Linked DNA regions of Mus musculus: regions 2, 3 and 4 are each linked to region 1. Evidence: chromatin contacts called from public HiChIP or PLAC-seq and promoter capture Hi-C data. All regions are on one chromosome and are shown on one strand. The core of a region is the stretch at or near the end of the contact, and the rest is flanking DNA. Distances in the headings are between cores, read along the strand shown.

Evidence for each region. Promoter capture Hi-C pulls out the DNA fragments that hold promoters and counts their contacts. HiChIP or PLAC-seq counts read pairs in DNA pulled down with a chosen protein or histone mark.
Region 2: a contact with region 1 is called in a promoter capture Hi-C map of pre-B cells, with 3 times the contacts expected there. The contact joins the promoter of Rnf182 here to the promoter of Tbc1d7 in region 1. A contact is called at or near these places in 11 of 39 promoter capture datasets (the 3T3-L1 cell line, the HPC-7 cell line, cranial neural crest and 7 more), 2 of 115 datasets of contacts at active chromatin or transcription factors (large pre-B cells and pro-B cells) and 2 of 9 other capture datasets (adipose tissue and liver).
Region 3: a promoter capture Hi-C map of hippocampal neurons shows a contact between it and region 1, with 2.3 times the contacts expected there. The contact joins the enhancer-like site here to the promoter of Tbc1d7 in region 1. A contact is called at or near these places in 1 of 39 promoter capture datasets (hippocampal neurons), 5 of 484 Hi-C or Micro-C datasets (the P5424 cell line, neural progenitor cells, pancreatic cancer cells and 1 more) and 2 of 115 datasets of contacts at active chromatin or transcription factors (the NIH/3T3 cell line and craniofacial prominence).
Region 4: a contact with region 1 is called in an H3K4me3 HiChIP or PLAC-seq map of craniofacial prominence, with 3 times the contacts expected there. The contact joins the enhancer-like site here to the promoter of Tbc1d7 in region 1. A contact is called at or near these places in 4 of 39 promoter capture datasets (the 3T3-L1 cell line, embryonic stem cells, liver and 1 more), 2 of 484 Hi-C or Micro-C datasets (embryonic stem cells and nephron progenitors), 12 of 115 datasets of contacts at active chromatin or transcription factors (the 230-238 cell line, bone marrow-derived macrophages, craniofacial prominence and 7 more) and 1 of 9 other capture datasets (liver).

The regions. Positions count from the first base shown.
Region 1 is chr13:43,168,737-43,173,427 of GRCm38.p6, forward strand. It overlaps Tbc1d7 (TBC1 domain family, member 7), which reads right to left and starts at 2,765. Exons shown (of 8, transcript NM_001252639.1): 1 at 2,573-2,765; 2 at 1,066-1,211; 3 at 38-118. The coding sequence starts at 1,177. It overlaps Gm40929 (a long non-coding RNA gene), which reads left to right and starts at 3,086. Exons shown (of 4, transcript XR_873309.3): 1 at 3,086-3,106.
Region 2 is chr13:43,613,548-43,618,238 of GRCm38.p6, forward strand. It overlaps Rnf182 (ring finger protein 182), which reads left to right and starts at 2,250. Exons shown (of 2, transcript NM_183204.4): 1 at 2,250-2,520.
Region 3 is chr13:42,817,739-42,822,429 of GRCm38.p6, forward strand. All of the region lies in intron 3 of Phactr1 (phosphatase and actin regulator 1), which reads left to right. Among named protein-coding and RNA genes, the nearest start is that of Phactr1, 140 kb to the left of the region's middle. Within about 2 kb of position 2,888, at least 54 of the 459 cell types and tissues checked have an H3K27ac peak or open chromatin away from gene starts, as enhancers often do. A contact at or near this core is called in hippocampal neurons and neural progenitor cells, where this site is marked.
Region 4 is chr13:43,501,793-43,506,483 of GRCm38.p6, forward strand. No RefSeq gene overlaps it. Among named protein-coding and RNA genes, the nearest start is that of Gm32939, 13 kb to the right of the region's middle. Within about 2 kb of position 1,914, at least 118 of the 459 cell types and tissues checked have an H3K27ac peak or open chromatin away from gene starts, as enhancers often do. A contact at or near this core is called in the 230-238 cell line, craniofacial prominence and nephron progenitors, where this site is marked.

The sequences.
Region 1 (4,691 bases), core at 1,515-4,014:
ATCAAATCCCCCCACCCCCACCTCCTGGGTCTCATACCTAGAAGCGCCTTCCATACCAACGCGCGATACATGGATGGGAGAGGGAACCTCTGGCTAAATGTGCAAAGCTTCTCGATGTCTAGAGGAAGGAAAAGAACAGTTAGAAATGTCCCGTGGGCTCACAGCACTGAACGTGCAATTTCACTTCTTAAAACCGCCTAGCTCACACGTGCCTGCAGGAGAATTCCACTGCATGATCAGCAGCCGACTTAGGAAAAGCCATAGTGGCCTCACTTCTAATCCACATCTCCTACCAACCAAGCTATCTCTGCAGCACTGTTGCAGCATAGAGATGGATTTTTCATCTACTACTACATCCCCTCTACCATGGGCATTACTTACAGAATTGGGTGGGGACACCGTGCGGCTCAGTGGTAGAGCATGCCTTAGCATGGGCTAGACCCTGGGTTCTATTCCCAGCTCTTCCAACAACAAGAAGCACTTAAGTTTGTTTTTATACTATGGTTCTGTTTTACTGTAAAAAAAAAAAGGACTTTATTATTGTTAGCTTAAGACAAATCGAATATAAATCTGTACTGAAGGATTATCTTCCACAAAAGAAAATCATAACCAGGGGTCTTGCACAGTTTACCTAGAAACCACGGTGCTATGTCTAGAAATTGAGATGAAATATATAAGCTTAATAAAAAAATAGAATCAATTTATTTTTAAATGAATTGAAGGTGCCTTATTATTTATCCCCTGGCTGCCCTAGAACTCTTCATTAAGACCAGGGTGCCCTTGGAGTCAAAGATCCCCCTGCCTCTGCTTCCACACTGCCAGGATAAATGTTTTCCACCACCACACTAAGCAATGTCTGCTTTTTACGAAGCTTTATAACAACCTTCTGCCTCTCAATGAATCTGAAAAATCTTCAATTTTCCTTAAACTACACCACTCTGATTACACACACACACACACACACACACACACACACACACCAAGTAATAAGTACTGCTTTGAGTCTTTTGCAGAAATATTTACCTGGTAACTTTGAACTAATGAACATATGCAGCTGAGACTCACCCAAACGGTCATCTTTCAGGAGGATTTCCAGTGATTTCTTTTCTTCGACACCACGAAACCCGACTTTCTCATAGTAGACTGATCGAAAGTTCCTCTGAGAGTCGTCAGTCATGTTTCATCCTTGGAGGGATTTTTTTTAGGTGAGCCTAAAACCAAAGAAAGAAGAATTGGGAAGGACATTAGGTGATTTTTCTCGGCCTTTTCAATAAGTCAAATATGATAAATTGCCTGGCCCTAAGCAAGGAGCATTAAATCTTTGGATCCACACAACCCTATCCCACCTTCCTAATGCAACTTGGCCAAAGATATAGATATGAAGATATAGGTCAGCTGCCCTCCAAGCTACTAAAATAGGTAGCACAGAGGGGGCCTCTAGGGTTCCTTCTTATAAGAACCCCTGGCACAATGAAATACCTTGTTCTCATGAATGAACAAAATACAAATGAACAAATAAGATGAATTAGAAAAGCTGGCAGGATATGTTATATAAATGGGGCTAACCAGTGGTGTGTACTAATTCTGCTTCCAGTTTTACAACTAAGGTCTCACTAAGTAGCCCAGGCTGGCCTCAAACTCTCTGCCTCCTAGGTGCGGGGGGTAAAAGGTGTGGACCACGGCTTCTGGTCCAAGATAGGTATGTTTTAAAATAAGAGGAGACATCCAAAATATTAACAAGTTATTCAGTTAGTAAAATTCTAGGTGACCTTAATTTCCTTTTTTGTTTGTTTGTTTGTTTTGGTTTGGTTTTTGTTTTGTTTTGCTTAGCTGTCCTCTCGAAAATAGGCATTTGGAGAAATTAGAAGGGGGTGGAGGGAAGCCCTAAGTCCTGCCCTTATTTTTCTTCCTATAAACACAATTCTACCAAGTTTTGTATTATCAAAATACAAAACTCCAACAGAGAAAAAGCATTAAAGTATAACCAGAAGACGGCTAAAAATCTGGCAAGAGCACTCAAATCATCTCAGAGAATACATAATTCTTTCAGAACAGTCTTTGTGATATTAATGGTAAACCAAAAGAAAAGATCAAACTAGGTTTAGTGACTAGGCACTAAAGATGCAAACATTCTTCCAAAGAATAAAGTCCTCAGCTACTAAAAGCCCCCGAGACGTCCCCAGATAACCAGGGGAGTTTGGACTTCTTGTTGGGAGTTAGATATCTGAACAGCTTCTGTTATGGGGAAGATTGCAATTCATTTTTGAAAAAAGCTATTTAGAATTTAGAATTGCCTTTAAAGAGTTCCACGGCCTCTTCATAGCTGTTAAAAAAAAAAAACCCAAAGATTAAAATGCAATCTGTAGTTTGAGGGCTCTTTTGGTTTTTGTATTTTTAAGCATTCGCTGCCCCTGTCGTCTATCGACAGCATTCCTGGGACTGCACTGTGATGGCACAGGAGTCGCCCTGAAAGATGCGCTGTCAAATCTTGCCCAGGTGACTCCACCTGCGGGAAAGGTGCCCACAACCCAGTGAAGCCCCAGGCCCCGCTCTCCCGGTATGCACGCTTCACCTCGAGTAGAGCAAACACACCCGGCTCAGACTCAGAGATCCGGGAGGCGGCGGAGAACCGGCCCGGCAACGCTGTGCTACCGGCAGGCAGACGGAACCATAAGCGTCAGGGCCGAGCGAGCGAGGGGAGCGATGCCATGAGACACCCGGCCCGGCCCTCTCCGCCTCTAACTCCCGCCGCCGGACGTGACGTCGCCCCGGATGCGCGTGCGCAGAGGACATCTGCTGGGAGTCCCACCCACACGTGGATGTTAACCGGGTGAAGCTGAAGCCCTGAGAGGTGGTAGCGGCCGAGTCTGTGCGCCCTTGAGTATCCACGTCTGTCCCTCTCACCTCGATCCCGAAACCCTGGTGATCGTCTCCCCTTCGTTCAGAGTGCTTGCTTAGGGCACTCTTCTGCCCCGTGGAAACCGGGATCCCTCAGGCGGTGTTTCTTCCACCTCGCCCGGTGGAAAATCGGAAACGAGCCTTTGCTAATCGATTGGGCTGCACTTCTTCTTCCAAACGTTCCAAGTGACCATGAGAAAGCAAATCAGTTAAGTCCTCAGCTATTAAAAACTGAGTGATGGGCAGGAGAGATAGCTCGACAATTAAGAGCACTTACGGCTTTTGTACAGAACCCGGGTTCAAATCCCAGCACTCACGTGGTGATTCACAACCATCAATAACTCCAGTTGCAGGAATTCCAAACTACCCCTTCTGATTTCTGCCAGTACGGGGCACGCGCATGGTGCTCATGCACGCAGACAAAACCTTTATACACAAATATTTAAAACTTAAAAACAAAAACTTATTGGTCCCCCAATGATCAAGGAGGGATAAGCAAAACCATTTGTTCATCGTTTACTGTGCAAAGGGGCAGTTGCTGCCATTTGCCTTTTGGCAGCTACTCAGACCTAGAATGCCAAGCGCGCAGTCAGTTAAGGCTGCTTGCTTGGGGAAGCTGCGAGCCGCTGGACAGAACTGGGGCATCCTGTGTGATTTGTCACGGAGAGCATGTTCTTTGTCCATCCCCAGGTGGCACTGAGTTGGAAGCAAGGACTGAATTAGGGAACTATTAGGAAGATATAGCTGTCTGGGACGGACTACTGATTCGTTTTTTGGATTGTTAGTGCCAATCTGGCTCACTCACATTGTAAGCCCTTCCTCCCGAGGTCTCTTCAAGTATTTTTATCACAGTAACAAGCCAAGGAGGTAACACGGCCGCAGTGAGGCGCTGTCCCCATGAGTGTTGGGAAATTACTGCAGAGAAAGCAGTACCTGGGCCGGAGAGTTAGGGATTTTTAAGGCTGTGAGTGAGTGCAGCTAGTGGTGAAGTCACATGCTGAGCTGGCTAATCTTACCTCAACCTGACACAAGCTAGAGTGACTGAAAGGAGGAAGCCTCAAATGAGAAGACACCTCCATGAGACCCAGCTTTTTCTTAATTAGTGATTGATGGAGGGTCCAGCCTATTGTGGTGGCCCCGGGTTCTGTAAGAAAGCAGGCTGAGCAAGTCATGGGGAGCAAGGCAGTAAGCAGCATCCCTCCATGGCCTCCGCACCAGCTCCTACCTCTGGGTTCCTACCCTATTTGAGTTCCTGTCCTGACTTCCTCCAGTGATGAACAGGTCTGTTGAAGTGTAAGCCTCATAAACCCTTTCCTCCCCAACTTGCTTTTTGGTCAGGCTGTTTCATCACCGCAATAGAAACCCTCAGATAGCATACAAAAGGGCCTGGGTCCACGCCAATTGCCACTTTTTAAAGTACTCACTAAATCATAATGGCAGGAAATGACAACCTGGACATGTGTGTATGAAATGGAAGTCATAGCATATTTGAGACTCCACTCCAGTCTGGGCATGTCATGGGGCACAAACAAAAGGAGAAAGTAAAACGGTTTGAGAATTGACTGTTAACATTCAGTTGTGGGAAGGCTGGGCTCTATGTGGTTGCATTTGCAAGCAGCACCCAGAAGCTGCTGCGGGTTGTATGTCCATGTCAAAGTGAAGGGCGGAGGTGTGAAGGTGCCTCGAAAATGAATTCTAGGATGCTTAATCAAATCTTAAGCAGAATGCACGTCAGGGATCCCCACCACAAACGTGGCATTTTACCAGCCCGGCAGCCCCAGGAACCCAGTACC
Region 2 (4,691 bases), core at 1,000-3,499, 440 kb after region 1:
CTGTAGGTCTTCGTGGAGCTGGGGGTAGGGTAGGGGTGGGGAACTTTACCCCCAGACCACAGAACTCTCTATTTTAGATAGCTATGGAGAAACTTTATACAGACTAGGTTCACGCTACGCTTGTATTTTTTTTTTTTTAAACTGCATCCCCCTCTCTCTGTATAGCTCCCTCTGATGTTGCTTCTCTTTCTCCTCTCTTCTTTTTTTTTTTTTTTTAAAGATTTATTTATTTATTATATGTAAGTACATTGTAGCTGTCTTCAGACACTCCAGAAGAGGGAGTCAGATCCCGTTATGGATGGTTGTGAGCCACCATGTGGTTGCCGGGACCTGAACTCTGGACCTTCGGAAGAGCAGTCGGGTGCTCCAACCCACTGAGCCATCTCACCAGCCCCGCTTGTATTTTTTACACATCATGTATTTGAGGTTTTTGATGATGGAAAAGAGAATAATAGTCACTCAATAAAAACAGCAACTGCAATACAATCTCACAAAAACTATGGCGCTGTACTGCAGGTGTCCACAACATTGTTCTTTCAACAGGAAGTTGAATATGTATTTATTGTATGTTTTATTATTTTTAATTTATTTTATTTTTAAATTTATTCTTAGTGGCAACATTTGGTACAGTGCAACCGTACCAAATTAATTTAACCAGATCACTGTTGGTCCACATATACTTTGTTTTAAATTTTTGCTGGTAGAAAAGTGGGGGTATGTTGCACTCTTGCATAGCTCTCATTATCTATTCATGGGTTTCTGTGTAACATTTCTTAGATTCAGATAGCTGGGAGAAACATACATGCACTTTGAGTTTTGATACATATCTTCAAATGACTTAATGGCGTGACAGAAAGATTTCGTTCTCTTGACTTCATCTGGAAGCACTGATCTTTTATTTATTTATTTATTTATTTATTTATTTATTTATTTATTTATTTGGTTTTTCCAGACAGAGTTTCTCTGTATAGCCCTGGCTGTCCTGGAACTCACTCTGTAGACCAGGCTGGCCTGGAACTCAGAAATCTGCCTGCCTCTGCCTCCAAAGTACTGGGATTAAAGGCGTGCACCCCCCCTCCCCCACCTACTGATCTTTTTATTTAAAAAAAAAAAAGTAGGCAACCTTCCTTAGGAGTGAAATGCTTTCATTTTAGTACATAAAATGGACCTTCTATTTTTATAAGTTAATACATGGAGCCTCCTCTATCGGTAACGTCTTTGTTTGTTTGTTTGTTTTGTTTTTCAGTAATGCTGTTGTTTCGGTGTGTCCTTCTCAGACAGCTTGAAAGCCCAGAAAACAATAGCTCTCCAGGGGGTTAGTTAGCATGTTAATGGGACTTCTTTGGTGATTCACAAATGCCAGGACAGTCCATGGCCTGCTCTTGAGGTCCAAAGGAAGACACTGTAGAATTTGGATTTAGTCACTGAACTTTCAAGAAAACATAGTATAGAGGAGTGACTCACCCAGGGGAGCTGCCCTCTAGCTCTGTCCTTTAAAAAAAAAAGCATGACCCAAGGCCTGCTGGTACTTTTCCCTCTTTCTCCAAAAATTTCCTCAGGAGAGGCTATCTAGACTCCCAAGGGAGCCTAGTTGCTTTCCTAAGGGTCAAGGTCGGCAGTATGCAGCTAGACGGTGGCTCTGTCACTTGGTGCCCATGGTGGATGCTTAGCAGTTGTAATCCGTCCCTAAGCAGTGTGGCAGTGTTTCACATTCACACTGAAGCCTGTGTGTAAAAGTTGCGGTTTAACATCTCGTATTTATCATCAGAAGTCAAGGCTCCCTTTCCCTCCCACGGGAGCCCCTGGCAAGGCAGGTGCTTGGCTTGATTGTGGGAGACCAGAAATGCAGCAGAGGCAAAGGTTGCGGTTGGTTGGTGGTGATTGTGGTGGTGGTGGTGGTGGTGGTGTCTGATGCAGCAGCCGCAACAGGAGCACGGAGTACCAGTTGCTCAAAGTGATAGTTTATCACTTTGTACTGTCCTTTCTTCTCCCTTAAGTGAATTTCCGTTTCGAGGGCAGAGCTTCATAAAAGAAAGATGTGGTGGTGACGGGGACCTTAGAGCTTTGGAATGTCCAGAGTAAGAAAGCAAAGCAGAGCCTGCACTGCAATAAGATTTGGCTCTGGGCTTAGGGCTCTCTGGAGCCTTCCTGTCTCTGGCAAGGGACTCTGAGACTCGGGAGTGTCTACACTGGCAGTGGCTCCGGGTGTTTGGGGGTGGGGTCCTTGTCTCCTCCACACTACCCAACTGCTGAGAAGAAGGGCGTGGGTCTCAGGGCTGGCGGGGTCCCGGACCGTGGTGCCTTAGGGGTTCAGGCTCTCGGCCGGCCCCGGCAGTGGCGGTTGCCATGGTGACGTAGGGTCGGCTGTGCGCCGTAGAGACAAAGCGGCCCGCCCGCCCGCGGCTCCCGAGCTCCTCCTCCGCCGCGCCTCCCTCAATCCCTGGCGCCGCCGCCGGAGTGGCTCTCGATCCTCCCATCGATCCTCCAGTCCGTCCTCCCACGGCCCCCGCCGCTGGTCAGGTAAGGCGCGCGCCAGTCCGCGCGGCCCAGGAAGGGTCCCCCGAGCGCGGGGTCCAGCCGCTGCGGGGTGTGCACCGGATGCCCTGCGGGGCTACCCTGATGCCACCCACCGTCACGGCCTCCCGGAGCCCCGGGAGCCCAGCACCCGTAGCAAACTTCGGGCCGCGCTCCGGGCGCAGAGCCCTCGACACCGCCTGATCTGTCCCGACCAAGTTGAGGGGCGGGCCGAGCCATACCCACCTGCCAGGTGTCTCTTTTTCCTTCCACCTCTCTCCTTCGCCTTTAGGAGGAAAAGAAGGAAACAAAATTACCCCAGGACTTTTGTGTTTCATGGTTAATTCCTTACAGAATAGGATAGGAGGTGCAAGGAGCAAATGAGAGGTTTCTTTCTTTCTTTTTCTTTCTTTCTTTCTTCTTCTTCTTTTTTAAATTTAACACAAATCTTTGAAAAGTCAGCTCCTTCTGACGCTTGTGGTCCACGCATTTAGAAGTGGTATCTGGAGTTCCTCTGGGTTTTGGATCTGAATCTGGAACTGCATGGTGGGAAAGAGTGCTCGGGCTCGTTTCTAGCCTTTCTAGAGCTGTTAGCTGGACCAGTACCTTGTTGGGGAGATACTTGGCACAGACATCGTTGCTATTGTTTTGGGAAGATATTGTGTTCACGCTCTAGGCAAGTGGAAAATGCCTTGTGTTTTTATGCAAGGGAGCCATCCAAAGCATCCTCGGAGGCAGGTGTCCAGGCAGTGTTTGCATCAGTGTTTATGTGTGCTGGCAAGGACTGAGATGCAGTTGCCAAGGGCATTGGGATACCTGATAGGAAACTGCTTAAGTTGTGGGTACCAGTCCCTTTCAGTGGCCACAAGCCAGCAGATCATTTCGTGATAGTTTGTTGCAGACACACACACACACACAAAATTTTTAAATGTGATAGTGAAGACTTTTTTGGGGGGGGAGAGCACTAGAAATGATATGTACTATTATGAGAGAAAGAAAACATGCTTTTCCGGGTTACAGGTGATCAGTTAAGGATATTATACATGTGCAGATGTTATTTTATTAATTGGGGACAGATGCTGTGTTGATAACTGGAAAATTACCCGCCTGATTAAGTTGTATAACTCAACTTAGAAAAATCATGTTTAAGTAGGTTAGAGAACGTTTTATGGAATGAAAGGAACTCTATTTTGTTTTTGTTAGCTCATATTATAGTTAATGAAACAGTAATACTGATTATTTTGAGTTGTGGTTAACTTGATTAGAATTCTGGGTATTGTAGCTACAGGAGGTGCCATCCCAGAGTGATTATTTAATATCCCCCAACCCCCTTGGGATTCCAACACCTGTTAGCTTGCTGATTGCTGGGTTCCTAAGCTTGTTCTCATGTGCCAACAATTTTGAGTAATGCCACTTCATTATAAGCCTGTATTGGAAACTAAAGGATTTACACTGCAGTAATTTTCAGATTATTTCCACAGTTGTTTTGAAACCGAGTTTTTACCTGCTGCGCGGCTCACAGATGCTGTACTAAATACTCCTTGATGAAGGCAATGAAACACTAGCCTGATTCGAATGAAGTAGAGCGGGGTGGAGAAGAGAAGCAGAGGAGGAGAATCATCAGCTTTTTCTCATTTCAGCCCGAGAGGCAGTCAGACCATCAAAAAACCGAAGGCGCATTACATAGTCACAGAATGTAGTTGCTTGGTACTAAAAATACAATTTGAGTTCTTTCTAAGGTACCAGGAGTGCAGCTTTATTTAGCTCTTTGTCAGCAATCCTAACATTCAAGTACAAGGACTCTGTACGTGTAGCTATATGAAACCCACACTGGGAATTCTAGCCTGGGCAGTTGTGGCTCACAATTAGAGTGTTGAAGCATAGAGCTGCTTAGTGTTACGATGGCAAGATAAGGGCTCCTGTTTGCAGGTACAAGATTCAATAGTTTGGCGTCTTCAAACAGCACCATTTTCTTTTTCTTCCTTCCAAAATAAAACAAGTAAACAGAAATAAACAGCTACAGATTGAATGCACTGACTGCTTAACTGTATTAGGTGGCTTACAGAAACGTGGTCTCACTATTACATATATCACTGGCTTCCTGGACTCTTGAGTTACCACCAGGGCTAAAGCCACCATGGGTAAGGGGACAGCTGTACTATTGTAGTAGGAAATGC
Region 3 (4,691 bases), core at 1,638-4,137, 350 kb before region 1:
ATGGTGGTGAGCCATGGCAGCAAGCGACAGACACGGTAGCAAGGGTGGAAAACAGAGAGTTCACATCTTCCAAGGCAAGCATATGGCTTTTAATCTCAAAGCAACCCCCATCCTGCCCCCTAGCGACACTCTCCCTCCAGCAAGGCTGCAACACACACACCTCCCAAAACAGTGTCACCAACTGGGGACCAAGCATTCAAAGGCCTGAGATTATTTGACGGAACATTTTTCCTTCAAACCTCCACAGGTAGAGACACACTCCTCCCAGAGGCGAGGGAGGGGGCAGGGTAGGGGCGGGGTGCCTTAAATGTCCCTCAGTTAGATTACTGGGCTGGTGAGGAGGCCCCCATCTGTCCTTGTAAATGGCAGAATGATAAACACATTATGCACGGCATGCTGGGAGAATCACAAATGTAAACGGTGTAGGATACTTGTGCCTGGCACCGGGTTCTAACCCTTTCCCATGCAAGAACAAAGCTAAAGGGCTTCTGTGAGTTCACTCAAATGTTTGTGCCCTACGACCATACATGGCATCAATAAGTGTCGGCTGATAGGCAAAGCCACCTTCCTTCAACCGGGTGCAACCTTCCACACTTCAAGTCCTGAGCTCATAAACTCATTTATTTTAAAAAATGAGGTAAATGAAAGATGTGATCAAAGCTTTATTACAATAGAAAAATCTTCTGAGGCTCCGTTTTCCAAGTACCCTGAAACTGCCGGGGCTGGGTTGGCGCTGGGCTGCCTGAGGTCTTGCAAGCATTTTCTCTCCTGCACCAGGACCACGGCCATCTTGCCACGGTCCTCACCGGCAACCGCTGTGCTCCTGCCCCCTGCATTTCCCAGATCCACCACCAGAGGGAGACTTTCACCTCTATTCGCCCAGCAACCTTGAAGTAACAGGTTTCACTTGGCGCACGCCTTTTTTTTTTTTTTTTTCCCATTTTTTATTAGGCATTTAGCTCATTTACATTTCCAATGCTATACCAAAAGTCCCCCATACCCACCTCCCCCCACTCCCCTACCCACCCACTCCCCCTTTTTGGCCCTGGCGTTCCCCTGTACTGGGGCATATAAAGTTTGCAAGTCCAATGGGCCTCTCTTTGCAGTGATGGCCGACTAGGCCATCTTTTGATACATATGCAGCTAGAGACAAGAGCTCCGGGGTACTGCTTAGTTCATATTGTTGTTCCACCTATAGGGCTGCAGTTCCCTTTAGTTCCTTGGGTGCTTTCTCTAGTTCCTCCATTGGGGGCCCTGTGGTCCATTCAATAGCTGACTGTGAGCATTCACTTCTGTGTTTGTTAGGCCCTGGCATAGTCTCACAAGAGACAGCTATATCTGGGTCCTTTCAGCAAAATCTTGCTAGTGTATGCAATGGTGTCAACGTTTGGAAGCTGATCATGGGATGGATCTCTGGATACAGCAATCACTAGATGGTCCATCCTTTCGTCACACTTCCAAATTTTGTCTCTGTAATTCCTTCCATGGGTGTTTTGTTTCCTATTCTAAGAAGGGGCAAAGTGTCCACACTTTGGTCTTTGTTCTCTTGAGTTTAATGTGTTTAGCAAATTGTATCTTATATCTTGGGTATCCTAAGTTTCTGGGCTAATATCCACTTATCAGTGAGTACATATTGTGAGAGTTCCTTTGTGATTGGGTTACCTCACTCAGGATTATGCCCTCCAGGTCCATCCATTTGGCTAGGAATTTCATAAATTCATTCTTTTTAATAGCTGAGTAGTACTCCATTGTGTAAATGTACCACATTTTCTGTATCCATTCCTCTGTTGAGGGGTATCTGGGTTCTTTCCAGCTTCTGGCTATTATAAATAAGGCTGCTATGAACATAGTGGAGCATTTGTCCTTCTTACCGGTTGGGGCATCTTCTGGATATATGCCCAGAAGAGGTATTGCTGGATCTTTCGGTAGTACTATGTCCAATTTTCTGAGGAACCGCCAGACTGATTTCCAGAGTGGTTGTACAAGCTTGCAATCCCACCAACAATGGAGGAGCGTTCCTCTTTCTCCACTTTAATCCCAGCACTTGGGAGGCAGAGACAGGTGGATTTCTGAGTTCGAAGTCAGCCTGGTCTACAAAGTGAGTTCCAGAACAGCCAGGGCTATACAGAGAAACCCTGTCTCGGAAAAAAAAAAAAAAAAAAAGAAAGAAAGAAAGAGAAAGAGAAAGAGAAAGAGAAAGAGAAAGAGAAAGAGAAAGAGAAAGAGGAGAAGGAGAAGGAGAAGGAGAAGGAGAAGGAGAAGGAGAAAGAGAAAGAGAAAGAAAGAGAAAGAAAGAGAAAGAGAAAGAGAAAGAGAATGAGAAAGAGAAAGAGAAAGAGAAAGAGAAAGAGAAAGAGAAAGAGAAAAAGAAAAAGAGGAAAAACCCCAGCCCTTGCCTTCATGCACGGGGTCATACTTGACCTATAACTTGATTCGTGCAATTTCTTGCCTCTCGCCAACCTCCCTTCTCATTACTTCCTCATCCCCAGGACAAACTTATTCCCTGTTAGAGGCCTTCCTTCACTGACTAGGGCGATCTTCCCCCAGAGGGAGAAAGAGAGAGAACTATCGAGCTAACACCTCCACTCCACTTCAGAAATCTGTAAGACCTCACCTTCAAAATGAGGCATATGTAAATCACTGGCTTTGAAAATTAAAACTACCCGCCATACTTTCAGTCCTTCAACCCCCTTTAGTTGTCTTTAATACCCTCTCCCCACACCCCGTAACCTCTTGGCTATTCCATGTTCTGGGGTTTATTTGTTTTCATTTAGTTTGGGTTGGCCTGTACTTGCAGGCTGCCATCTGCGGCAGTGGTACACAGACACACTGTGACTGTCATGCCAGGGTCGTGGGAGCATTCAGCTCCTCACACGAGGCATTTGTTTGTGCTGAGAACATCCAGAGTTCTCTTGGCAGCAGTTTTGAAATACACAGTGCCCTATTGTTAATCACAGCCAATCGTCCCTGCAAATGACGATCGGGTCACCTCTCCCTATCTGTGCAGCCAGAAAAGCCAGAGCTCACTCCCGTTCCCGACTGTAACTTGTGTATTATCCACTACCTGCCCCCCACCTCCCACTCCCTCACGAAGGCCTGATGGGACTGCCTATCTGCTGCTGCAGCCCAACTGCTGATAGTGATGTATGGCCCACACTGAGGCTCAGTTCTTTTTTTTCTTATGTGTAGCAGGGGAGGGGTGAGTACATGTGTACATGTGCATGCTCACGTATGCCTGCCCGCAGAGAGACGAGAGGTCAACCTCACAGTGTCTTCCTCTACCTCTCTTTGCCTTATGCTTCAACCGGCTTGTTCACTGAACCTGGCGCTCACTGCTTCAGCTAGACTGGCATCCTCCTGTCTCTGTGCCCCAGAGTTGGCGTTGCAGACCTGTGTGACTGAGCTGGTGTTTAGCGAAGGTGCTGAGTATCTGAACCTGCATACACACACACACACACACACACACACACACACACACACACACACACGCTTGCAGAGTAAGCGACGACCCCATTCACCCCACCCCCCACCTTCCAATACTATTTCTTGATGGCCGATAGAAACCCTATCTTCATTCCTTGAAATAAAAGCTCGAGAAGAATTTTTCTAAATCAGGCAGCTACGTCCTTGTTTTACCTGCTTTTCAAGGGAACCTTTAAAAAGATGTGTTTTGCACTTGGTCATCCATATTCATTGTAGTTCCCTTCTTCAAAGCCGGAAATTGGAAACAGCATAGACGTCCATCAACTGGAGAATGGAAAAAGGGGGCTCTTTTGACATATTCTTGTCTAACCTTTCACTCACCCTGCCTGAACAAGCCATTTGCCAGGCTCAGGACTCTCAGCTGCTCTAACAGCACATGGAACATGTGGGCGAGGGGTGGGGGTGAATAACGTGAGGAGTGTCATCCATTTTACAGGTCACATGATTGTTCAGCGAAACCGGAAGTTATTTAAAGCTTAAGCACCCTTTCTAGAACTTTGCATTTCATACTTTAGTACCATGCTTGGCTGCAGGGAACTGGAATGTCAGGCAGTTAAAACTCAGCTAGAAGCAGAGTCCAGGACCTTGAGAGGTGAAAGGGGTGTACATAGCTCCTCGCTGAGCCAGACAAGGCCCTGTGGCTCCAGCGGCTGTTTTATAACAGACAAACAGTGCAATGTGGGCTGAGAAACTAAAATCGGAGCGAGGCGGAGGAGGGACGAAGAGAGGAGGAGGGAGAGGGAGGATGCGTAGGGGGATAACAATGGCCACAGACTCTGCTGTCATCTCTCGGCATGCTTTTATCTGAGGTAGTGCACGTCTGCAGCCCCAGCACCCTGGAGACAAGGGCAGGGGGGAGTTCCAGTTCAAGGCCAGCCTGTGCTAAGTAACAGGGTTGTGGTTTTGTTTTCATGGGGCTTGAAGTTCATCCTCTCTCCGGACATCTGCAGAATCTCCACAAAAAATGAGCTGGGGTAATCACAGCAGAGGGGGCCAGAAGGTCACGGGCAGCAAAATAAATGCGTTGTAAGTGAACACTTAGTCTATAGGGGGGTTCCAGGCATGCAAGATGGCTCCGTGGAGAAGAGGGGACTTAAAAGTTGTATTGGGGGCCCCTTCCCAGGCCTCTCATGTAGCCTGTTGTACTTTTGAGCCACATGTTTGGGCACTTACTGTTTTCAGCCAATTCCTACGTGCCTTTCTCTTCA
Region 4 (4,691 bases), core at 664-3,163, 330 kb after region 1:
CACTGGGGTTGGGCTTTGGGATTTCAGAAGCCCAAGCTAGGCTCAGTGTCCTCTCTCTCTCTTCCCGCTGCCTGCCAATCCGATGTAAACCTCTCAGCTTCCTGTCCAGCACTATGTGTGCCGCCATGCTTCCCAGCGTGATGACAATGGACTAAATCTCTGAACTGTAAACCCTAATTAAAAGCTGCTGGGGTTGTCTGCGGTTATAGCGTCTCTTCACAGCACTAGAACTCCGACTAAGACGACTTGTAAAGGAGCGTACTTGACAACCTAAACAAAGCCAGCTCCCTTTTCACTTTTAAGGATTTTAATACACGATTGTTCCCGATTCTAAGTGAGACATCAACATTTATTAAGAACATGACAGTGCCTCTTCAGAGTCAATCTGGAAGTACTTAACTAATTGGAATCTAGTTTAATGTGCTAGAATGAATTTTCCTAGAAATAATTTGATAATTCATACACTTTTAAAGGTGATATAAAGTCTAGCCCCCTCTTGAAACACCTACCCTTGCAACTAAGCTGAATTAATTAGGTTTCATTTTTGAAAAATCAAACTTTGACTCTTACTATATAGTTATTAAAATATTGATCAAACCCTTAGCAAAGAGAGTTTCTCTGACTCCTTTCTTGCCTCAATCCCTCCATCTGTATAATGGGTATGTTAGGCAGTTATAGGCAGGATCAACACTTATGGCTGAAATTTTATTAATCTAGGACTGGGGAGATGGCTCAGTGGGCAACATTCTTGCTGTAGAAGTTTGATGGTGTGAGTTTGAATTCCCACAGGCAAAATTTAAAAGCTATATACAGTAGAGTAGTGAATTTATCTGTAATCTTTGGGCTCCTATCCGGAAGTTCATAGGCCATCTAGCCTCTAGCACTTGAGGATCAGCTCTGACCTCCAAACTTTGTGTATTGTGGCATATGGTGTGCCACACCCACAAACATACCTCTCTCTCCCTCTCTCTCTCTCTCTCTCTCCCTCTCTCTCTCTCTCTCTCTCTCTCACACACACACACACACACACACTCTCTCTCTCTCTCTCTCTCTCTCTCCCTCTCTCTCTCTCTCTCTCTCTCTCTCTCTCACACACACACACACACACACACACACACACACACACACACACAAACAAGAGAACTCTGTGCAGTTGAGGACACCATTCCCAACCATGTGTCTCTTGACTCCTCTTCTGCATGCAGAGTTTCTGCCCTAATTAAATGAGTTGTACACAGGTCAGGAGAGAGACCACGCCCGGCACAGGAGAAGCACCGTTGACGTGTTTAATAACTTTAATGGATAAGGTCTTGACTCAAGGGAGTACTGCCCCCGCATAAATATTACAATATATGCCAAGATAAACGAATTTGAGCCTAGCATGGTGAGGTTTACCTGTAGTCCCAGCACGTAGAAGGCTAAAGCAGGAAGACTGCAAATTCAAGAGCAGCCTGGTCTCCATAGCAAGATTGTCCTCATATAAACAAGGCAAATGGATTTAAGAGGGTGGTAGGAGAAACGTCCTTTCTTCCACCACCCGGGAGCGAACTGATTTGGTAAATAATAATTATAATCACAGTCTTCCTTTTGGAAAGCTACAAAGGGAACCGATACAAAGACAAGAGGTAATCTAGCCTAATGCTAGACACAGGAATGTGACTCCCCAGAGAGCCGGGTTAGCGAGGCGAGGCAGGCGAGTCTGCTCTGGTATCACCAGCTGCGAGGCTTCACCTAGAGAGACTTCTTTAGTGTTATGGGGAAGGGGGGGACTGCGGATGACAAGACCCAGCTGTGGTGAGGGCAGGGAGAGGCAAGGCTCACAAAACTCAGGCCTCCTTGCTGCCACTGTTCGATCGGATCTGCCGCTGCTGGCCGCTGCCTCTTCATCGGATTACCATTGTTTCAAACCACACTCCGCCACTCCCCCCTCCCCCCTTCCCTGGGCAACCGCTTCCTTCTGGAGGACGCTCACCCTGTCGCCATGGCTATCACCTTCGTGGACTTAATTCGCAGTGTTTTATTCAGAATCCTTCACTTGGCCTATTCTGAGACTCGCCTCCCTGAGCCAGGCTTAGGAGAAAGACCAAAAGAGATGGAAACCCAGTCACACTGGTCATTTGGTAATAATTAGCATCGGCGCCTGTCTCTTGGGAGGAGCAAAATTAGGCGATTCATTTCTCATAATATGGTTTTGCTATGCGGTTCTTGCTGAAACATAAATGTCTTCAGGCACATTAAAAACATGCATCCTGGATTTTTCTTTGCCTCCTGTTTAGCTCTGCGTTGCAATTTTTAAGGTCTAAACGTTAGTTGCTGCCTTACTTGGTCATTTTTTCTTTCAGGTAGCATTCGCACACAGTTGCCTGGATTGTTGTTGTTGTTCGTTTGTTTGTTTTGAGGAAGGAGTGTACTGACACACATCACGTTGGGTGGAGACAAAGGAGAAAAATCATGACGGACCCTCAAGAACCATCCGAGATTGTCAGAGAAATACAGAAAAGGCGGAGTCATGGTTTGAGTGTCAACTTTTCCCCATCGGCTCAGGTGTTGATTGCTTGGCTCCCTGATGCTGATGCTATTTTTGGGGGGATAGATTGAGATTTGGGCTGTGTGGGCCTGGGAGAGAGCACCTCTGGTGGAGGGGCTTGTTGCCAAGCCTGGTAACCTGAGGTTGAACCTCCAGTTTCACAGGATGGAAGGAGAGAACTACCTGTAAGGGGTCCTCTAACTTCCTACAAAGATGTATCTACCCACCCCGACACCCACCACACACATATCCTGTCCACTCACCACGCGTGCATACACACTAAAAGGAATTTTGTCATTTAAAAAATTTAAAAATACAATGATTAAAATAAGCTTTGGACAATAGGGCCAAGGTTGAAGTAGTGGGTTACTGAGGGAAGTCAGTCACTAGGGGGTGTGTCCTAGTGGTGAGGTGGCCTCAGTGTCTTGGCTTCTCCCTCCCACTCCCCCCACCCCCCTCTCAGCTTTCTGTCACCAGGAGCTGAACAGACTCCTGCACACATTACTGTGGCCACGGCCCAGTATCAGGAGCGCAAGACCATGGACAGAACTCTCCGAACCTGTGAGCCAATCAATAGATCTTTCTTTCTTCTCTCACATATTGTGATCATAAGTACTGCAAAAAGAAAAAGAAAAGAGGTGTTTAAGTGGAAGGTGATAGGTCTCATAACACAGATAAAGGCTACAGGTATACCCAAAGTATCATACTTTTCTAGCATAGTCTGTGCTGGCTCACTTTTGTCAACTCAACACAAGCTAGGGTCACTTGAGAACGCCTCCATCAGACTGGCCTACAAGCATTCTATGAGCATGCCTCCATCAGACTGGCCTGCAAGCATTCTGTGAGCATGCCTATGGGGTAGTTTCTTGAATAATGATTGCCATGGGCGGGTCCAGCCCACTATTGAGGATCCCACCCCTGGGCAGCTGGTCCTGGATTCTATAAAAAAGCAGGCTGAGCAAACCAGAATGCAGCATTAAACACCATACCACCACCACACCACCCTGCCCCCAACAGCCTCTGATTCAGTGTCTGCCTCCAGGTTCCTGCTTGAGTGCCTGACTTTCCTCCATGACAAACTGTAAGCTTTAAGAGGAAAGAAGCCCTTTCCTCCCCAGGTTGCTTTTGGCCATGGTATTTTATTACAGCGGCTGACAATCAACTAGAACAAGGAAACTCCCAGCACAGAAAATTAGAACAAAACCAAACCAGAAAAATCTCAGAGTGCTCTGTGTGCATGTATGGGTATGTATGTATATGTGTTCATGTATATATGTGCATGTGTGTATGTATGCATGTGTACATATGTATGTACATGTATATATGCATATATGTGTGTGTGTGTGTGTGTGTGTGTGTGTGTGTGTGTGTGTGTGTGTGTGAAATGATTCTCTAGGTACCATATGAAGGAACTTAAGACCCCCAATTTTTTTTACTCCATACAGAGTCAGGTCCAATTAAAAAGTATAACAAAATCAAATAAGTGTCAGCAGAATAGAATGTACTGTCAACCATACACAGGTTCAAGTGTCATTTGTGACATGCGAACTTTTCCCCCATAGCCCCTAGGTATACACAATTACTACAGATTGAGTAAGTGTGGATGGAGACTCATTGGTCATTTCCAAACAACATCATGAAGCCCTTTCAGAATGACTTCCACCATTAAGCAATGCTTAAGAGGAAATGTGCACATCTCTTGGTACGTTTAATGGGGTGTGAGGTTGGCCCACTTACAGTCTTAGAAAACCTTTGCTTATCACTGTGTGAGCTCTTGGACCAATGAGGCATCAGGATGGGGGGGGGGGGCACAACAGCTGCCTGAGGGGAGTTGTGAGTGGAAAGTTAATGTTTAGAGGGAAAGTGTCTGTCACGGGCTCATGTGTTTGAACACTTGGCCTCTAGTTGGTGTCACTCTTTTGGGAGGCTGTGAATCCTTTGAGGAGCAGGCCCTTGCTGAAGGAAGTGAATCTCTGAGGTGGGGTACAGTCGAGGCCTGTAGTCTGGCCCTACTTCCTATCCTGTCTCTGCTTCCTGGCCTGCTGAGAGGTAAACCTCATGACACCACTGTCATGGAGTCGCTATGCCTTCCTCATGGCATATGAAGGACTGGATCCTCTTAACCTTGAGCTCAGATAAAGCTCTCTCTCCTTAAGCTGCTCCT